Linked DNA regions of Zea mays: region 1 is linked to region 2. The links are chromatin contacts, called in public Hi-C maps. All regions are on one chromosome and are shown on one strand. The core of a region is the stretch at or near the end of the contact, and the rest is flanking DNA. Distances in the headings are between cores, read along the strand shown. Region 1 holds the start of LOC100277216 (protein LAZ1 homolog 2). Region 2 overlaps LOC103647697 (ATP-dependent DNA helicase SRS2-like protein At4g25120).

The links. A called contact is a pair of places that touch in the nucleus more often than the background predicts.
Region 1: a contact with region 2 is called in a Hi-C map of tassel, with 3 times the contacts expected there. The contact joins the promoter of LOC100277216 here to the enhancer-like site in region 2. A contact is called at or near these places in 2 of 25 Hi-C or Micro-C datasets (ear and tassel).

What each region holds. Positions count from the first base shown.
Region 1 is chr2:208,782,224-208,787,997 of Zm-B73-REFERENCE-NAM-5.0, reverse strand. It overlaps LOC100277216 (protein LAZ1 homolog 2), which reads left to right and starts at 2,730. Exons shown (of 5, transcript XM_008672211.4): 1 at 2,730-3,005; 2 at 5,474-5,769. The coding sequence starts at 5,662.
Region 2 is chr2:208,438,214-208,444,018 of Zm-B73-REFERENCE-NAM-5.0, reverse strand. It overlaps LOC103647697 (ATP-dependent DNA helicase SRS2-like protein At4g25120), which reads right to left. Exons shown (of 31, transcript XM_008672206.2): 31 at 5,335-5,705. The coding sequence ends at 5,616. It also overlaps the pseudogene LOC111590863. Among protein-coding and RNA genes, the nearest start is that of LOC103647697, 49 kb to the right of the region's middle. Within about 2 kb of position 3,583, at least 9 of the 20 cell types and tissues checked have an H3K27ac peak or open chromatin away from gene starts, as enhancers often do. A contact at or near this core is called in ear and tassel, where this site is marked.

The DNA.
Region 1 (5,774 bases), core at 1,481-3,980, 340 kb before region 2:
CCTTGTGCTTGACCAAAATTTCAAAAATAAAATGGAAATCACCATAAAGGTGAATAACCAACATCACATCTCCAACATATCTACTTGGGTGAACACATAGGTAATCATCATAACCATATGATGTAGACCTCTTACTGATGGGCAAATAACATTTTGCTGTCTAAAAGCTTGGTCTCAGGGCAAATAAATTCCAAGAACTTATTGCAGCCAAAGCCTAGATCTCCATCATGTGTTGAAATATCCCAAGTTCAAGATATGTGTCATATTTTGCAAGAATTCATCGTTTAATTAAGTAGAACTTAATTAAAAGAATTCTTTTAGCAGTCAGCATGACTGCAGCGTCCAGTCTGGCTCCATAGCCCGCGACGCCTGCTTGGTCCGTGACCTTTTTGGGTAGCACGTATAGGTAATCATCTCGAAAGATGTAGACCTCATAGTGATAGGCATTTCAAATGCGGCCTAAAGCACGGTCTCTGGGCTACTAAATTCTATAAAGAATTTAGCGCAGCCAGTGCTTAGGACTCCATCACCCTATGCCTTTCCCAAAAAAGTGCAATCTTATGTTGCATGAGGACCGTTAAGTTTCGACTTAATTAATGTGCTATGTTTTCCATACAAACATAAAAGAATGCAAAAAACAAAAGCAAGTCGAAACATGTGAATCATAAATATAAATAAAAATATAATTCACTGATAAGTCTGCATTTTCACAATAAAAACAGACAAATATGTATAATTACATATAACATTAGCAGTAGTCTAAATATGAGAATTTAGATAGTATTTTGAAATTGCGTTACAAGCAATCACAGAGTCTTGTACTGTAAATGTACAGAAAATAAAATAAAAAAAGTAAATTTGGCCCAGCCAAACATATGGCTGAACAGCCCAGGCGGCTCAGGGGGCCAGCCCAGTGGCCAGGCGCGGCCCAGCCGGCCAGTACAATGGCCAGCGTGGCCCAGCCGACCAGTACAGTGCCTAGGCGGTTAGGGTTTCGCCCACCACATCGACCTGCGGCGACGACCAAACAACAGGCGCAGCCATGGCCTCCCCGGCGGCGGCGTGGGAGCGGCCTAGGCACGGCCATGGTGGCCGGAAGCACGGCCCCCTGAGCGGGCCCCCCGGCGGCGCATGCTCTGGCGGCGCGCAGCTCCGGCCAGGCGGGCGCGGCGGCCCAGCAGCGTGCGGTCCAGGCCAGGCAGGAGCGATGGCCATGGCGGCCTTGGGCATAGGCGCGGCGGCCCCCGGCGCGCACGGGTGCGGCTCCAGCGGCTCGACATCGAGCGCGCCTCCCCCGCGGTGGTGTGGGCTGCACCGGCGTGCGGCCCTTGGACCCTCGGCGGCTCGCCGCAGGCCGGCGGACGAGGGCGGGCACAGCCCCTCGGCGCAGGCGCGCCCGCCGGCGGCGGTTCGGCTGCCCGGCGTGGGCCCGCAGCGCCCCCGACGGCGCTCGACGGCGCACGGGTTCGCGACCCCCGACGCGCGCGGGCGAGGTCCCGGCCGCGCGGAGGCCCCCGGCCCCGACAGCACAAGCGCGCAAGCAAGCGCCCCTGGCGGTGCTCGACGGCGCGCGGGTTCGCGACCCCCCAGCAGCGGCTAGGCGGTCGGCCTCGACCCCGGCGGTGCGCGGTGCAGGCCCCGGCGCGCGGGGGCGTGGGCGCGCGGCCCCCCCCGGCGGCAGCGCGGGCAGACGACCCAGGCGCGCGAACGCGCGGTCTCCCGGCGGGTCGGGGGCAAGGCCCCCACGGTGTGCATGGCTCGGGCGCGGCCCTCCACGGGCGGCGCGGGCGCGGCTCGGGGGGCGCTGGCGCGGCGGCTCGGCCTTGGCATGCGCAGCGGCCACGGCAGCGCAGGCGCGCTGTCTAGACGCGCGCGCGGGCGAGTCCCCCGACTCCGGCGCACGAGCGCGGTGCCGCATGGTGCCTCCGGCTAAGCGGGTCCCGGTGCGGATACAGCCCCAGCGAGGCTTGGCGGGCGGCCATGGCGTGCGCGCAGCAGCCCCGCGGCCCCTCGGCACGCCGCCTTGCGCGGCCCCTCGGCACGCAGCCTTGCGCGGCCCCTGCATGGCGCAACGGCCATGGCGCTGCCTGTCGTGGGCGCGAAACAACGCGGACATCCCGGCGGCGCGCGACCACTTCAGCGCGCGCGCTCGTGGCCCTCTGCGCGGGCGCGGCCTTGGCCATGAGCGGGCCTTGCCAGTTCGCGAGGTGGGATCTGGCAAGCATTCATGGCCTCTGCAGCCCGCGAAGCCACGGCCAGGGTGCCAGGCAATGTCCTTCATGCAATTTGTGTAGAAATTGAAAGGACGACAGTGCCAAAAGAACACTTCAGAAAAGGGTAATGATCCTACCATTTTTAATGTTCTTTTCACAATATCTAGATCTGCAGGATCTGCCCTTGATCAACGTCTTGATGCATTAACTTTTGCAACCGCCTGTTAATGGTAGTGTTCGGCTTGGTCTTCTTGTTCGTACGACCAAGGAACTTCAGCAGAAATTTTCTTCTCTTATCTCGGAGCAGTGCTGATAACGTGTTGAAGTATACTCAGTGGTAACGAGATTGAGAGAGAGACAAATGACAGAACTGTTGTTCTTTATTGCAGTGACAGGACAATTTATATATAAGTGAAGGGGTGTATCCTAAGAGGTGTGTCCCTTGGGCAAAACTGTCGCATCCTTTGGATTGATTACATATGTAATATTTTGTAACAACCGCGAGGCCCGTGTGTCGACGCTGCCGGAGCCGTGGATCGGTGGATGCTACCAGAAACCAGATGGCAGTATGGCACGCCTCAGACGTCAGACAGTTAATCTGAGGGTTCACCTCCACCTGCAGCCAGATCGTCACTGCAAATCTGCAATTAGTCCTTGACTTTGCCAAGTGACCACGTGGACTGGCGGAGGGAACCGAGCGAGTGGCCCAGACGTCGCGACTCGCGAGGCCGAGGCGCGGCGGCAGCGACGACTCCAACAACCACGCGCGGAGGCTGCAGTGCTCCAGCCAAGGTGAGAGCTCTCCCGCTTACCTCAGGCGGTGGACGCCGGTTTCCCATGTACATGTGGCCTTTCTGGTCTGGATGCCATGCTCCTGCTCGCCCTGAGGTTTCTCGCCGGGGTATTGATCCAAAGCGGGTGCGACTGCGACCCTAGTCGGCAGCCGCCGTGCTCTCGCGACTTGCGGTCACGAGATTCGGTTCATAGGGCGGCTTGTTGATTGACGTAGAGGCACATGACTGGAACCGTGAGCTTTGAGTTGTCAAGTAGTAACAACCTACCTTTTGCCATCGGCTTCTGGTTTGCTTTACTTTGCAGAGTTAATGCATTTGACAAAACAGTTCCAGGAATCGCTGTGGCAACACGACTGAATGCAATAGCATGCTAAGACCCCTATTTATGTTTATGTGTTGTCTGATGTAGGATTGCAGCTAGGATTCGTGTATCATGTAGCCCTGGTTCCCAATCCTTGCTTGATTTTGAAAATATTATGTGAATTTCTACTTGTAACATCTCTTTCTACTTGTTGAGAAGTCCAAGGTTAAATTCTGATGCGCTTTTTACTAGAAAAGAAACGAAAACTTAGGTCTGCAAATTTGTTAAATTATTTCATATGTGTCTAGTGCTCAGGCCACTGTGTCGGCGCAGAAATCCTGCTTGCTTGATTATCTTCCCATCGAGCAGTGGCTGTATGTCCTACTTACTCGAGTGGCTTTGGATAATTAATTTTGCCAATTTGCTGCACAAATTATAGGTGTTCAAAAGTCAAAACACAGTCTGTTTTGTTTTTATATTCTTGTACATGTACAGGGGTGAAGTGTCCCATTCCATATACCCTGAGACGAAGCTGAGGTGTGGGTCAGTTAAGAGTGGAATACTCTTAGTTGAATGACTTTGGTGTCCTGTCTTGCACATATGTGAAAGGCTATGCTGATATTGTGATATGCGGTTCACAAAAAGCTATTTAGAAAATGTCCTAGCTGAGAGTCCTTTCATTCTCTGATGAATGAGATCCTTGCTCTAAACAGTAGTTTTTAACTTATAGCACCCTGCACATAATTGGCAAGTTCCTTATTTTTCAACCAATGAAACAGTGTGCCTTAATTGGCTCCATTTTAGTTAAGTGTGGATTATGCCAAGTCATTAGTTGGTGATCAATAGAGACATGGTGCCATTTGCTCTCTTGAAAAAAAACTGAATTTCAGTTACTGTAACTGAACATGTACCCTAATAAAGGAGCATAAGATAGTTTCCTTCATCAAGCCTCCTACAGAAGTATTCAACTGTTTAGGAAATAGTCTTCTTACCACACTCTAGTTAAGTAAATAAACTAGGAGGCTAGAAAAAACTATTTTCAGGATTCAGATTTATATTTAATTACTTGAAATGTATATAGCACATATCATATGGCACTGCTTTTATTCACAGTCATGCCCACTGCACAGTGGTTCTTTCCCACAGTTGCTTCTTTCTCTTGCCACCCTAATACTCTACCATCAATTTGTCCTTGCTCCCTCTTGCCTTGCAGTAGCTTTTGGTGTGCTGAATCCAACACCAGCTCCTCCTCCCTTTGTTATGTATCCTGAGGCAAGGGGCTGAGTCCCAACTGATTGTACCTTTTGCCTGTATGATATTGCTTCCAGCGCTGATCTGATTTCAGTTGTAGTATTTACTCCCTCTGATTCCAGATCTCCATGGAGGGAACGCAAGCTCAGGACACAGTTATTACAGTCACACAATATACTGTACCTATTCTATAGTGAAGCTCTGAATTTCATTTCTTTTTAAATATTTATACTTCGGCTGTTTGTATTATTGTAGCTACCATGAAAACAGTTGCTTAATGCATCTCTAGATCATTTCTATTAGTTCAAAAATCAATTATACAGGCTTTTGGTTCTGTGGTTGGTCTTCATTAGAAAAATCTAGTTACAGAAGAATGGTCACTGGATTAATCTAAATTTTGAACCCAAAACCTGGCTCTAACTAAATAAAAATCGTGCTTGCAAAACATTTGATTGACAACCTGTTCAGTGGAGTGCAGTTAAGCTGAGCTCAAGGTCACATATGTATGCCCTCTTAAAAGTGCACTTCTGACATTTGTGAGAAAAAAAGAAATAGATACAAAAATCTGTAGATTTTTTTTGGCAATATGTGCTACACTGCTTGTTCCAAAAAAGACAAATAACTTGTTTCATATTTGTGGGGGCAAATCAAATTATTTCTCCTGTCTTTCGTGTAACTCGCGTATGGTCTAGTTTTTCCACAAAAATTATCTGTGTTGACATACTTGTTCATGGTCTACATGTGTTTATTTGTTTTTTAGAAATTTTGGAAGTTCACAAAGTGCATGTTTCAAATATTTGTGCCGCATTGTGTTGTATTAATGTCCTCGACTCCTCTGTTAATAAGGGTTATGTTTGACTTGTCATTAGCATAAATGTATCCTTCGATAAAAAAACCTAATCTATAGTTTTCAGGCACCATGTTACTCATGTCTCCATTCCCGGGGATGGATCTAAGTAAAATGGATCCCGCGACTCTGACCCTCCTTGGGGCAGCTGGTTGTGTAATGCTGACTATGCATTTCACTGTGCAACTGGTGTCACAACATCTCTTCTATTGGAAAAACCCCTAGGAGCAGAAAGCTAGACTTATTATTGTGCTAATGGCTCCACTATATGCTATCTCTTCCTTTGTGGGTCTTCTTGATATCCAGGGTAGCAAGACATTTTTTACATTCTTGGATGCTGTTAAGGAATGCTATGAAGCACTGGTGGG
Region 2 (5,805 bases), core at 2,334-4,833:
TCACGTACGAGGGCGACGTCCAGCAAGCCTTTCGCAAGCGCGCTGGCGTCGTCCGCTTGCTCGGGATTGGCGTGTTGCGGGGAGACGGCGCTCGTCTTCGTCTCAAACGCGAAGTCGATACCCGGTGCGCCTCCCGTTGGGGTGCCGGCGCCGTCGACTTGCTCGACAGCCGACGAAGCGCTGCCTCCTGCTTGGCCTCGGTTGCCCTGCCTTCCCCTACGTCGGTGGGGAAGAAGGCGGGACGAGGTCGAAGGTTGTTCTTCCACCACGCGGGGAAGACATCGTTGATTCCGCCGCCGGCGGGCGGGCTGTCGGCCGCCATTGTCGTCGTCGCGCGGCGGGGGAAGGAGTATCATGTCGTAGCTGCCGTCGAAGGACATGAACTCAAGGCTCCCGAAACGGAGCACCGTCCCGGGTCGGAGAGGTTGCTGGAGACTGCCCATCTGGAGCTTGACGGGAAGCTGTTCGTCAACACGCAGCAGGCCCCTACCTGGCGCGCCAACTGTCGGCGTTCCGAGACCGGGGGGTCCCTTGGGCCGACGAGTGAGTGTCGCCGCGTGCCCCAGCCTAGATGGGTCGAGCGCGAGGGCGAGCGCGAAGGGGGGAGAGCGAGGTGGCCGGTGACCGGCGTGAGAGAGGTGGGAATCCCGCGGCCTTCGTGTTTGTCCCGCGCCCAGGTCGGGTGCGCTTGCAGTAGGGGGTTACAAGCGTCCACGCGGGTGAGGGAAGCAAGCTGCTCCAAGCGAGCGCCTGTCTCGTCCTCGTCCCCGCGCGGCCAACCCTCCTTAAGAGGGCCCTGGTCCTTCCTTTTATAGGCGTAAGGAGAGGATCCAGGTGTACAATGGGGGGTGTAGCAGAGTGCTACGTATCTAGCGGGGGAGAGCTAGCGCCCTAAGTACATGCCGATGTGGCAGCCGGAGAGATTTTAGCGCCCAGCTGGTGTGATGTCGTGGCCGTCGGAGGAGCGATGGAGCCTGGCGGAGGGACAGCTGTCGGAGCGGTTGGGCCCTTGCTGACGTCCTCTTGCTTCCGTAAGGGGGCTGAGAGCCGCCGTCGTCACAGGGTATGCGGGGCGCCATCATTGCCTATCTGGCGGAGCGAGCCAGACGGGACACCGGTCTTGTTTCCTGCGGCCCGAGTCAGCTCGGTGTAGGGCGATGATGGCGCCTCCTGTTGATGTGGCTGGTCTGCGCCCTAGGTTAGGCGATGTGGAAGCTCCTCCGAAGCCGAGGTCGAGTCTGTCTTCCGTGGCCGAGGCCGAGTCCGAGCCCCTGGATCGGGCGAGGTGGAGGTCGTCGGCTGAGGCCAGGGCGGAGTCCGAGCCCTGGGGTCAGGCGAAGCGGAGTTCGTCGTCTTCTGGGGCTGAGCCCGAGTCCGAGCCCTGGGTTGGGCGGAGCGGAGTTCGCCGTCTTCCGGGACTTAGCCCGAGTCCGAGCCCTGGGTCGGGCGGAGCGGAGTTCGCCGGCTTCCGGGACTTAGCCCGAGTCCGAGCCCTGGGTCGGGCGGAGCGGAGTTCGTCGTCTTCCGGGACTTAGCCCGAGTCCGAGCCCTGGGTCGGGCGGAGCGGAGTTCGCCGTCTTCCGGGGCTGAGCCCGAGTCCAAGCCCTGGGTCGGGCGGAGCGGAGTTCGCCGTCTTCCGGGACTTAGCCCGAGTCCGAGCCCTGGGTCGGGCGGAGCGGAGTTCGTCGTCTTCCGGGACTTAGCCCGAGTCCGAGCCCTGGGTCGGGCGGAGCGGAGTTCGCCGTCTTCCGGGGCTGAGCCCGAGTCCGAGCCCTGGGTCGGGCGGAGCGGAGTTTCCTGTGGTGCCTTCTGCAGGACCTGACTGCCTGTCAGTCTCACTTTGTCAAGTGGCACTGCAGTCGGTGTGGTGCAGGCGGCGCTGTCCTTCTGTCAGGCCGGTCAGTGGAGCGGCGAAGTGACGGCGGTCACTTCGGCTCTGCCGGGGGGCGCACGTCAGGATAAGGGCGTCAGACCACCTTTGCATTAAATGCTCCTGCGACTTGGTCGGTCGGTGCGGCGATTTGGTCAGGGTTGCTTCTTAGCGAAGGCAGGGCCTCGGACGAGCCGGGAATATGTTCGCCGCTGAAGGGGGGCCTCAGGCGAGACGAAAATCTTCCGGGGTCGGCTGCCCTTGTCCGAGGCTAGGCTCGGGCGAGGCGTGATCATGTCCCTCGAATGGACTGATCCCTGACTTAATCGCACCCATCAGGCCTTTGCAGCTTTGTGCTGATGGGGGTTACCAGCTGAGAATTAGGAGCCTTGAGGGTACCCCTAATTATGGTCCCCGACAAGTTGATTGATCAATTTAATTTATTAAATATTCTGATTGGTGTTCAATTTAATTTATTAAATATTCTGATTGGTGTAATGGACATAATAAGACACATATTTTAAACAAACCCACTATATTATGTTGTGTTTTAGTTGTGTCTTATACTTGTAGTATCGTGTAACAGTGTTAGAGTTGTTTATGCCCTAAGGTGTGGGTCTGATTTAGATCTAACTCACGTTACTGATCAGAATTAACTGCGAAGGAGTTGTTTTCGTTTTGCTCCTAGGCTGTTAGCCCATCTTCAGCCGATTGTATATACAGTCGTGAAAAATATTATTTTAAATTATAGATTGTACTATTTATAAAGTAAAATTTGAAATAGAAGACCAGAGATGAGATGGATACCTTAAACATACTCGACACTCCCAAAATAAAATACGCATCTCGCTCTAGACAAACAAATAAATTCTAAGGTTAAGTATATATAATATTAATGTTTATAATAGTAAATAGACATTATTAGATTAATATATCATATATTTATATTAATCTTATTTTTTAAAACTAGTATAAAAATATGTATTTTGAAGCAAAATATTATTATTTATTTTGAAATAAACAAAATATTTAATAGTGGATATCTATTGTTAACAAGTAAAATATGAAGGCATACAATCGTATTTAATGAGCGACTCTAACAATCATATGTTTCATGTCCATTTTCATAAATTATTTACTAAACAGAATTGTTAGATAACCATAAAATCAAAAGGGCCAGGGCACGACCATTTGGAACGACAGGACAACAACACCGTAAGACAAAATGAGTAGGGTGGGCAAAATATCCGATACTCAAGCACCGAACCCAAAGTACCTGAACCCAAATCCAAAGTACCTGATGAAATACCCAATCACAATTTCGGGTAACAATTGTAAAACTCTAAATTTAGTTTGGGTAGTTCAAATAATATTACTCGATACTTGAATTGTCCAAATTACCCAAAATATAAAGACATAAAGTGGTTTAGTACAAATAAATCTAATACAAGAAACAAATTAATATAGATTTATGCTAACTTGATAATTGGTCAGCAAAAAGTTAACTGAATGTTTGTTTATTTTATTTATATATATATTGATATGAAACTTGAATTCTACGTGATAATGATTTTTTACGGACTTGCTTAATTTTGTTATATGGTCTTTTTGGTCCCCATAAATTATCGTGTTGCGGCCACCACTGCCGAGCCCAGGTGAGGCGTGCGCAGCGTGCGGATGGACCGGCAGCCGTGCTAGGCATCAGCACGGCGAACCCGCCGACGTGCTGGGCCCAGGACGAGTACCCCTACTACTATATGCGCGTCACAAATAACAGCGAGCACCTCACCGACCTCAAGGGCAATGCAAGCTCACCACTTCACCAGGATATGTAAGAAGTCGGGTATCAAGCAGCGTTCATCCTCCTGACCAAGCCTGGACTTCACCGGCCGCACGCAGCCGTCCGAGATCACGCTCATCGCCTTCTACGGAACGGATGGAGGCTGCCTCGACAACGGACAGACTCTGTTCGGCGACGGCGCCGACCTCGTGGAGCGCCCGCTGTTCGAGGTGGCCTTCGCCTCGCAGACCATGATACCGAGGACGCCATCTCCATGCACATCCACTCCAACCAGATTCCCCGGTTGCTGGGGTGCGAAGTGGAACGATGCCTCCGGCTGGTCGTGGTCGACGCGTTTGGCATCAATAATGCCGATTGGAGCGACCTCTTCTGGGCGATCCATCCTGACGGTCGTGCCATTCTGGACCACATCGAGGGACTGCTCGGCCTGAACGACGGCAAGCTGGCGGGCAGTCGCCACGTGGTCAGCGAGTTCGGCAACATGAGCGGCACAACGGTGATCTTCGTGCTCGAAGAGCTACGCCGCCGACGTCAGGCGGGTAACCTGCAGGAAGGCCAAGCGCCGTAGTGGGGGGTCACGATGTCTTCGGACCGGGAACCACAATCGAGACCATGGTGCTACATGCACCCGACACTCTTGAGGGAAATTAGAAATTCAAATTTAAATGCGCAAGGGTATTCTAATTAGTCCTTATTTTTACACTTAGTTAGGATTTTTCTCATTTTAAAGGCTGATTTGGTGATCAGGGATCACGGGAGGATTGAAGAGGATTGAACCCTAGAACCCCTCAATCCTCCCATAACCCTCTTGTCACCAAATCAACCCTAAGAGCTACTTTGGAAACCTCAAACCCCCTTCGGGATTGGAGGAGATTGGTGTGGAAATGAACTAATTTCCTGTCCTAAGGGTATTTGTTTCCCACCTCCTAAACATTAGTGAGTTTAGTCACTTTTAGTTCCTAAATTTTCTAACACTGGCTAAATAAGGTATCCCAAATAGTCAGAATGACTATAGTAAGCAAAAACTCCCTAAGGATAAAAAATGAGGATACTAGTAGAACTAAAGGCATCACTTTGAAAAATGTATTCCAATTCATCAGATCCATCAATAAGTAAGACTGGACCTAAGGCTGGGCGCAGTCGCGAGCTGTAAAAGCTCCCCTAAGATTTTACAGTGGACGCGGGAGCTGCAGCGGTAAACTGTACCGATGACTGCACATGTATAGAGGACACCGAAAACTCTATATTCAGCGCTTGCACTCTCTCACTCTATATACAGTGACAGCCGGTATGGGTGCGGACAGCCGGTAGTTGAGAAGTGGGAAAAGGTAATATAATATGTAGTAGTTGGTATAGAGTTGAGATATAGAGTAAACATGACTGCAGAGGATTGTGGTATAGAGTAGATAATCTTGCTGACGGGGATAGAATATTCCTTTTAGAGTAGAAATTTAGAGTAGTATGAGTGCGGATAGCCTAAGTAATTGACCGAGTGCTAAGTTAGAAATAGTCCCCTAATTATCAGCTTTTGACTTGCATTGTTTTTTGATTGAACTTGTTTAACAATAATGGGTCATGTGTTGGGTGTAGAACTTTAGGTGTCATTTTTTTTCATTTGCTTAGATGACAGTTTATTCAGTGTAATGTTTTTTTATCTCATGAATAATAAACACAATGGAGTTCATATAAGTAGGAATGGAGTACAAGGTTAGCCAGTGCCTAGCCAATACCACTGCCAAGGCCCAAGAGAAGCAAAAACTCTTGGTGTCACAACAATGCAGCATGTACTACAGGAATATGGCTAAGAAGAACAGACAATAGATATGATCGGAGCTGCCGTACAACCTTGATGTATCCAGTACACAACACTACTACATTTGTAGTATGGACGGCATGTACATAAAAAACAATAAAATGTTGTGATTTGTACTTTCTTCAACCAAGTTAGAGCGATTTGTACTTTTCGATAAGATGTGATGCGTGTAAGCGAGAAGTCGGAGTGATGGTGCACCCCAAGCTTCGAAGGTACGATATCTGGGGGACAAACAAGGACGAATTCTGTTCAGTTTTCTGATAGACAGCAACATGGGCTTCAAAAACAACAGGCAGAATCATAAAGAGCACAGATGCACAG